2 separate regions of the Sus scrofa genome follow, and region 1 is linked to region 2. Evidence: chromatin contacts called from public HiChIP or PLAC-seq data. All regions are on one chromosome and are shown on one strand. The core of a region is the stretch at or near the end of the contact, and the rest is flanking DNA. Distances in the headings are between cores, read along the strand shown.

Region 1 (2,987 bases), core at 470-2,969, 38 kb before region 2:
TTTGCCATTTCTTGGGCCGCTTCAGCGGCATATGGAGGTTCCCAGGCTAGGGGTCGAATCGGAGCTACAGCTGCCAGCCTATGCCAGAGCCACAGCAACGCAGGATGCGAGCCGTCTGCGACCTACACCACAACTCATGCAACGCCAGATCCTTAACCCACTGAGCAAGGCCAAGAATCAAACCCGCAACCTCTTGGTTCCTAGTCAGATTCGTTAACCACTGCGCAACAACGGGAACTCTACCTACCTCATTTTTGAAGACATGAAGATTTTCTTCTTTCATGGTGGCAGGAAGTCCATGCAAGATTTGTAAACAGTGATACAAAATACTGTAAACGTAAATTAGCAGAGCTTACATAAAACAGAAGGAAATCCAGGTTTACAAGTAGATAAAAAAAGCAGAGGGCAGCTTCATACAGAATTCTGCACCAAGTGATTTTTTTTTTTCAAGTATAATCCTGAGCTGAAAAACTGGGATTTGGGGGAAAGCCATCTTTGCATATAAAATATCCAAAGGGCATTTATTCACTGACTTTTTCTCTAATGATATTCAACTGCCAGGGACAGTTCTGAACATGTGACTTTGGAGACATTTAGAGTTTGATGTGGTGCCCGGGCCTGGAGCCTGCTGCAGTGCTACCCATGGAGGTGGAGGCTGCTGTATCCTCTACCTCCTCCAGTTCTCCCTGGAGCTCCTTGCTGACTCTAGACTGCAGGACTGCGGGAGTGAGCCACTCCTTTGGGAGGCATCTCTGGAGAAAGGGTATGCAGGAGCTGAAGTAGGCGAGTGGATTGATCCAGCGAGGAATCTCTTTCCCACAAAGAATCACTGATAAAGCCGAAGAAAAATGATTGCATTTTTATGCATCAAATGATAGTCATTGCCTTTGTATTCTTTTCCCAATTCTTCTACAATTTTTTCTATATCATCTTCTAGGAAGTTATTGCTCCCCCAAACAACAGCTTATTTAAATTTAAATGCTTCTCCTAGTTCAGAAGCATGTCCTGGGGGGAATTTCAAATATTCCAGAAAAGGGGAATAAGCAAATTCTCTGCCACATATTTCAATTTCTGAATGAAAAACTCCAATTCCGATGGATGAGGTGTGTTCATTCATCCAGTACGAGTCTACACGTTGAGCACGACTAATTGGTTAGCCCCCATCCTCCCAGCGGCCGCAGCCTCCTCGCCCTCCAGCTCTTCTGTCTCCAACCCCCAAGGGTGCTTCAGGGGGTGGGAGCCAGGTACCAAGCACACAGCCCATCCCACAGCAGCTGGCAGGGGAGCATCCAGAAGCTGGTTGCTCCTGGCACTGTGGACAGAACCCCATATATATTGTATTTCTGAGGAGAGTTAATAACCTTTTATATGTCTGCTTCTTTGCTTGAAAATAACTACGGTATAGAAAAATCAAAGTGAGAATCTAAAAAATTGCCTTAGGAGAAAATAGCACACTGGCTATAGAAGTGTGCAAGAAGAATTGGTAAAATCTGGTTATAAAGAGGTGTGAGAAAGTCAGAGGTGACCCTGACAATCACTTAAAGGAGGACACATACTTGATTTGGAAAAGAACTCATCTGTTACTTGGAAATTATATTTTAACTCCTAGAAAATATACATCTCAGTGTTGTCTTATCTGACTTTTCTGTACTGAGGTTACCAGTGTTATATAACCTTCGTCCCTGTCCTACAAGGTCTGTCAACAGAGTTTAACAGAGTGATGGGGGTTTTACATCCTTCCTGGGTCCAGAGGGCAAGAGGACAGTCTAGTTTCAAAGCTCACATCTTAGCCCAGGGTTTTCAGCAACTGCGTGCCACCCCTGCAAAAATTCTGGCGTATCTTAAGAATCAGAGCTTCTGCTCCAGCAATGTCCGTTTTGGTAATGAGAGAATTCTACTCGGCTTATAAGTGGAACAGGTTAGGAGAGAGAAGAAAGTCATTGTATTTGAAATGCAAGGGTCAGTGTTTGCTCAGGAGTTGTAAGGGAGAGTAAGACACAATACTATCTTTTAAAAAAAGTCTAAGAGGAGTTCCCGTCGTGGCACAGTGGTTAACGAATCTGACTAGGAACCATGAGGTTGCGGGTTCGCTCCCTGCCCTTGCTCAGTGGGTTAACGATCCGGCGTTGCCGTGAGCTGTGGTGTAGGTTGCAGACTCGGCTTGGATACCGCGTTGCTGTGGCTCTGGCTAGGCCAGTGGCTACAGCTTTGATTCGACCCCTAGCCTGGGAACCTCCATATACCGCAGGAGCGGCCCAAAGAAATAGCAAAAAGACCAAAAAAAATAATAATAATAATAAAAAATAAAAAAAGTCTAAGAACCAAAAAAAAGGAACAATATTTGATATATTCTTATTCTTTGATTACAGGAAAGCCAGACTACAATTTACTGAGCTCCTCCCTGAAGAAATTGAAAGCAGTTTACAGAAAAATCAATCCAAGGATGATGCTATGAAAATTGAAACACTGCTGAATCTTCCTAGAAACCCTTCATCAACAAATAAACAAGACTAGGATTGAAAATGCTCTGGACTCACTGGAGAGTTGAAGGGAGCTATGTGTTACCATGTCCATTGAATGGTGGTTGGTTGGGCTGCTGACAAATGTAAGCACTGGCATCTGTAGTGGCAGTGACTTATCTTTTAAAAAAAACAAGCAAGAATTGGGCTATTCTTAGTTTACTCATCCATAAATTTAAACACATACGTGTATCTATATTGATTGATCAATTTAAATTTCTTTTCCCTCAATACTACAACAGTAAATTTAGAATTTCCCTAGAGATTAAAATTGAATTCTACAGATTAAAAATTGACATTTGTAGGTTACTGTAGGGATCACTAGGAAGAGGGGAGAAAAGAACTAGGTAAGGAGTTCCTGTCGTGGCGCAGAGGTTAACGAATCCGACTAGGAACCATGAGGTTGCGGGTTCGGTCCCTGCCCTTGCTCAGTGGGTTAGGGATCCGGCGTTGCCGTGAGCTGTGGTG
Region 2 (2,700 bases), core at 138-2,637:
TGTGGCACATGGCTTCTGCTTGATGAGGATGAAAACAGAAGTAACCAATTTCAAGCCAAATGAGACAGGGCACCTCACAGCTTATACCAGGCAGGGGCAGAAGATGATTCAATTGCCACACACCGAGGGTTCTTCCGTGATGGTTGCAAAAACACACCAGGGAGAGGGAGGATGGTGTATCTGGGTGTCTGAACTCTTGATTATAAAAGATTGTAGATTTATTTTCACAACCTAAAAAGGAAAAAAAAAAAAAAAATAGAAGTCACCTAGAAGGAAGGTTGGCCTACCATGTGTTGTAAAACTTCTTAGTTGCCTGCCTGCAATGAGTCAGGGATCTGAATCTGTGCAACCTCTAAATCAGAGCACAATCTTGGGGCAGGGGGTGCGTGGGAAGCAAAAGTTGGTGGGAATTCTGGGGAAGTGACGCTGCCTTGTTCGTGTTCCAAGAACCACAGCTCTCCCACCGCTGGATGGGATGATGAAGACTGTCAGAAACACGGAGAACTGTAAGGGCCCTAGATATCAGCAAGTCAACCCATGAAAGCTCGGACCCTCTTCAGAACTGAGAAACACAGAGCACCAACGAGGGTGTATTTTTGTCTAAGGCAGTGCTTAAGTCATGAAACTACTTCTTTCTTAATATATTGACATAGAAATACAAGTATCTCTGTTTTCAAATGCTTCTACACAAAGAATATGTCTTAAAGGGGCAGAGGATCTCAATCAACAGAGAAGCTTCGGTAAAAAGGGAAGAGAAAAATACTGAAAACTGCTTATTTATATTACGTACTATAAGGTAAGAAAGCTGTTTGTTTTGTTTTATTTTCGGTAAACAGATGAAACTTCAGAAATAAAAATAAAAGCTGTGCTCCAATGTGATCCTCTCAGATTGCCACCACAGATGGAATGCAATGCTACCCAGAAGATGTTTGCTACTGCTCTTTGGGAACCACCCCAGAGCAAGTTTTCCAGCCACACTGGCTTGTTCTATCAGCCACATGGCATTCTAATCAGGATTAGCTTGAATTCACTGATTCACCAGAATTTTACTGGTTTGGAAAACTCAAAATTCAGCCTACAAAATTAATATTTGCTACCATCTAGAAAATTTTAAATAATGAGTCATAACTCCAATGATGATTGTCTATGAATTTTGGAATAACAAACCCCCGGAAGACCCTTTGGGGGGAAGGTAAGAGTGATAGTATGTTTGTTTAAAAAGCAGTCAAATTGTTGCTAACTTGTTCTACCAAGCTATCCCATATTCAGATAATAGTAAATGTACTTACTTGCTGAAGAATAATTCCTCCTTTTCTCTCGTCTTAAAACTAGAAAGATGAGGCCCCACTTCTGAGATGTTCTTTCCTTGCTGTCTCCAAAATAATGGCAAGTTACTCAGCTTTTCTTTGGGTGATATTTCACAGAGGTGGCATTTCCCCTTCCAACTTCCTTTTACTTGATGAAGAACACTAACGCTCAGAAATAACTTAAACCAGGGGATGAGCAGAGTGCTGTGTGCAATTTGAGGAGTCTCCCTCTGCTGGCCTCTTTTGTCAGTTACCTCAAATCACACAGCAGCCCTCCCTCAGCCCTCCCTCTTAAGGGAAGAGGGTCTGGGGGGCCTAGGAGAGGCGGTAAAAATGTACCCCAGTGGGAGGGCCCGGCCCGTCAACTTTGGTGGCATGGGCTGGCTGTTTCTGTGCTGGTCTGAAGTTTTGTTTTAGCACCCAGAATAACCCCTCCCTAGTTACAGTCATGCCACTGCAGGAGGGGCCCTCCATCTCATGTGTAGTGGGCACTTTGGGGACAGTGCTCAGCTCACAAGGCCACCCTTACCTACACTCTCCCACCACCACCTTCACAGAGTGGACTCCTGGCAGCCCTGTTGGACAGCATACCCCAGTCACCCCACCCCAGTGGAGCAAACCCTCTGGTGGGCACAGTGACAGAACCAAGGGGTGGTATGAGGAATATTTCAGTCTTCCTCCACAATTTCCAGCCAGCCTTCTGCTCCTATGAATTCTGGAGTACTTCATGGGTCAGTGGGCAACACTTGCTGCTCCAGTGGATCTCTCTTGCAATGGTGGAAACCTTGTCTGGGCCTGCATCTTTCAGTTTGCTGCTGGCCCTGGGGCTTCTCTGCTGCCTTAGCATGAGATCCCCTTGGAAATCCTACACTCAAGCAGGTATAACTTGGAAATATGGGGGACTTAAAGCCCATGGAGATACTCTTGACCATGATGGATAACTGTTTTCCCCTTTTGTCACCCAGGTGGAGAGTTGTGAGAGACATTCCATGAGGCTTTGCAGAAGGTCGAGTGGGAATGAATACCACTTGTCTGCAGCAGAGGCCAACGTGGTATGTCACTCTTGTATTGGCTTTCCTTCCTCCACCATTTCAATCCCCCGTCCTACACCCCTAGACTCACGTTCCCAATAATCTAGGCCTTTGCTTCTAGCTTTGCTTTCTGGATAATCTAGGCAAAGATAGGAGGGATACCTCAGAAGGTAGAGACATAATAGTTTCTCATCTAAAATAAATGCAGAAATAGAAAGGTGAGTCAATTTAGAAGAAAAATAGACATGATCTATCAATGGGGTAAACATTGCAAATATGGTATAGAAATGTCTGAAATATTGACCTAAGGCTTTTAGGAAACAAACTTTGCTGGCAAAAAATCACAGTTTAGGCTGCCATCC

What was found. HiChIP or PLAC-seq counts read pairs in DNA pulled down with a chosen protein or histone mark.
Region 1: a contact with region 2 is called in an H3K27ac HiChIP or PLAC-seq map of alveolar macrophages. The contact joins the enhancer-like site here to the promoter of CD80 in region 2. A contact is called at or near these places in 2 of 5 promoter capture datasets (fetal liver and liver), 16 of 47 Hi-C or Micro-C datasets (alveolar macrophages, blood, embryonic fibroblasts and 8 more) and 2 of 2 datasets of contacts at active chromatin or transcription factors (alveolar macrophages and skeletal muscle).

What each region holds. Positions count from the first base shown.
Region 1 is chr13:140,730,628-140,733,614 of Sscrofa11.1, reverse strand. It overlaps TIMMDC1 (complex I assembly factor TIMMDC1, mitochondrial), which reads left to right. Exons shown (of 8, transcript XM_021070323.1): 8 at 2,370-2,987. The coding sequence ends at 2,514. It also overlaps the pseudogene LOC100525430. Among named protein-coding and RNA genes, the nearest start is that of TIMMDC1, 27 kb to the left of the region's middle. Within about 2 kb of position 1,719, at least 10 of the 83 cell types and tissues checked have an H3K27ac peak or open chromatin away from gene starts, as enhancers often do. A contact at or near this core is called in alveolar macrophages and fetal liver, where this site is marked.
Region 2 is chr13:140,692,120-140,694,819 of Sscrofa11.1, reverse strand. It overlaps CD80 (CD80 molecule), which reads right to left and starts at 1,387. Exons shown (of 7, transcript NM_214087.1): 1 at 1,290-1,387; 2 at 1-231. The coding sequence starts at 10.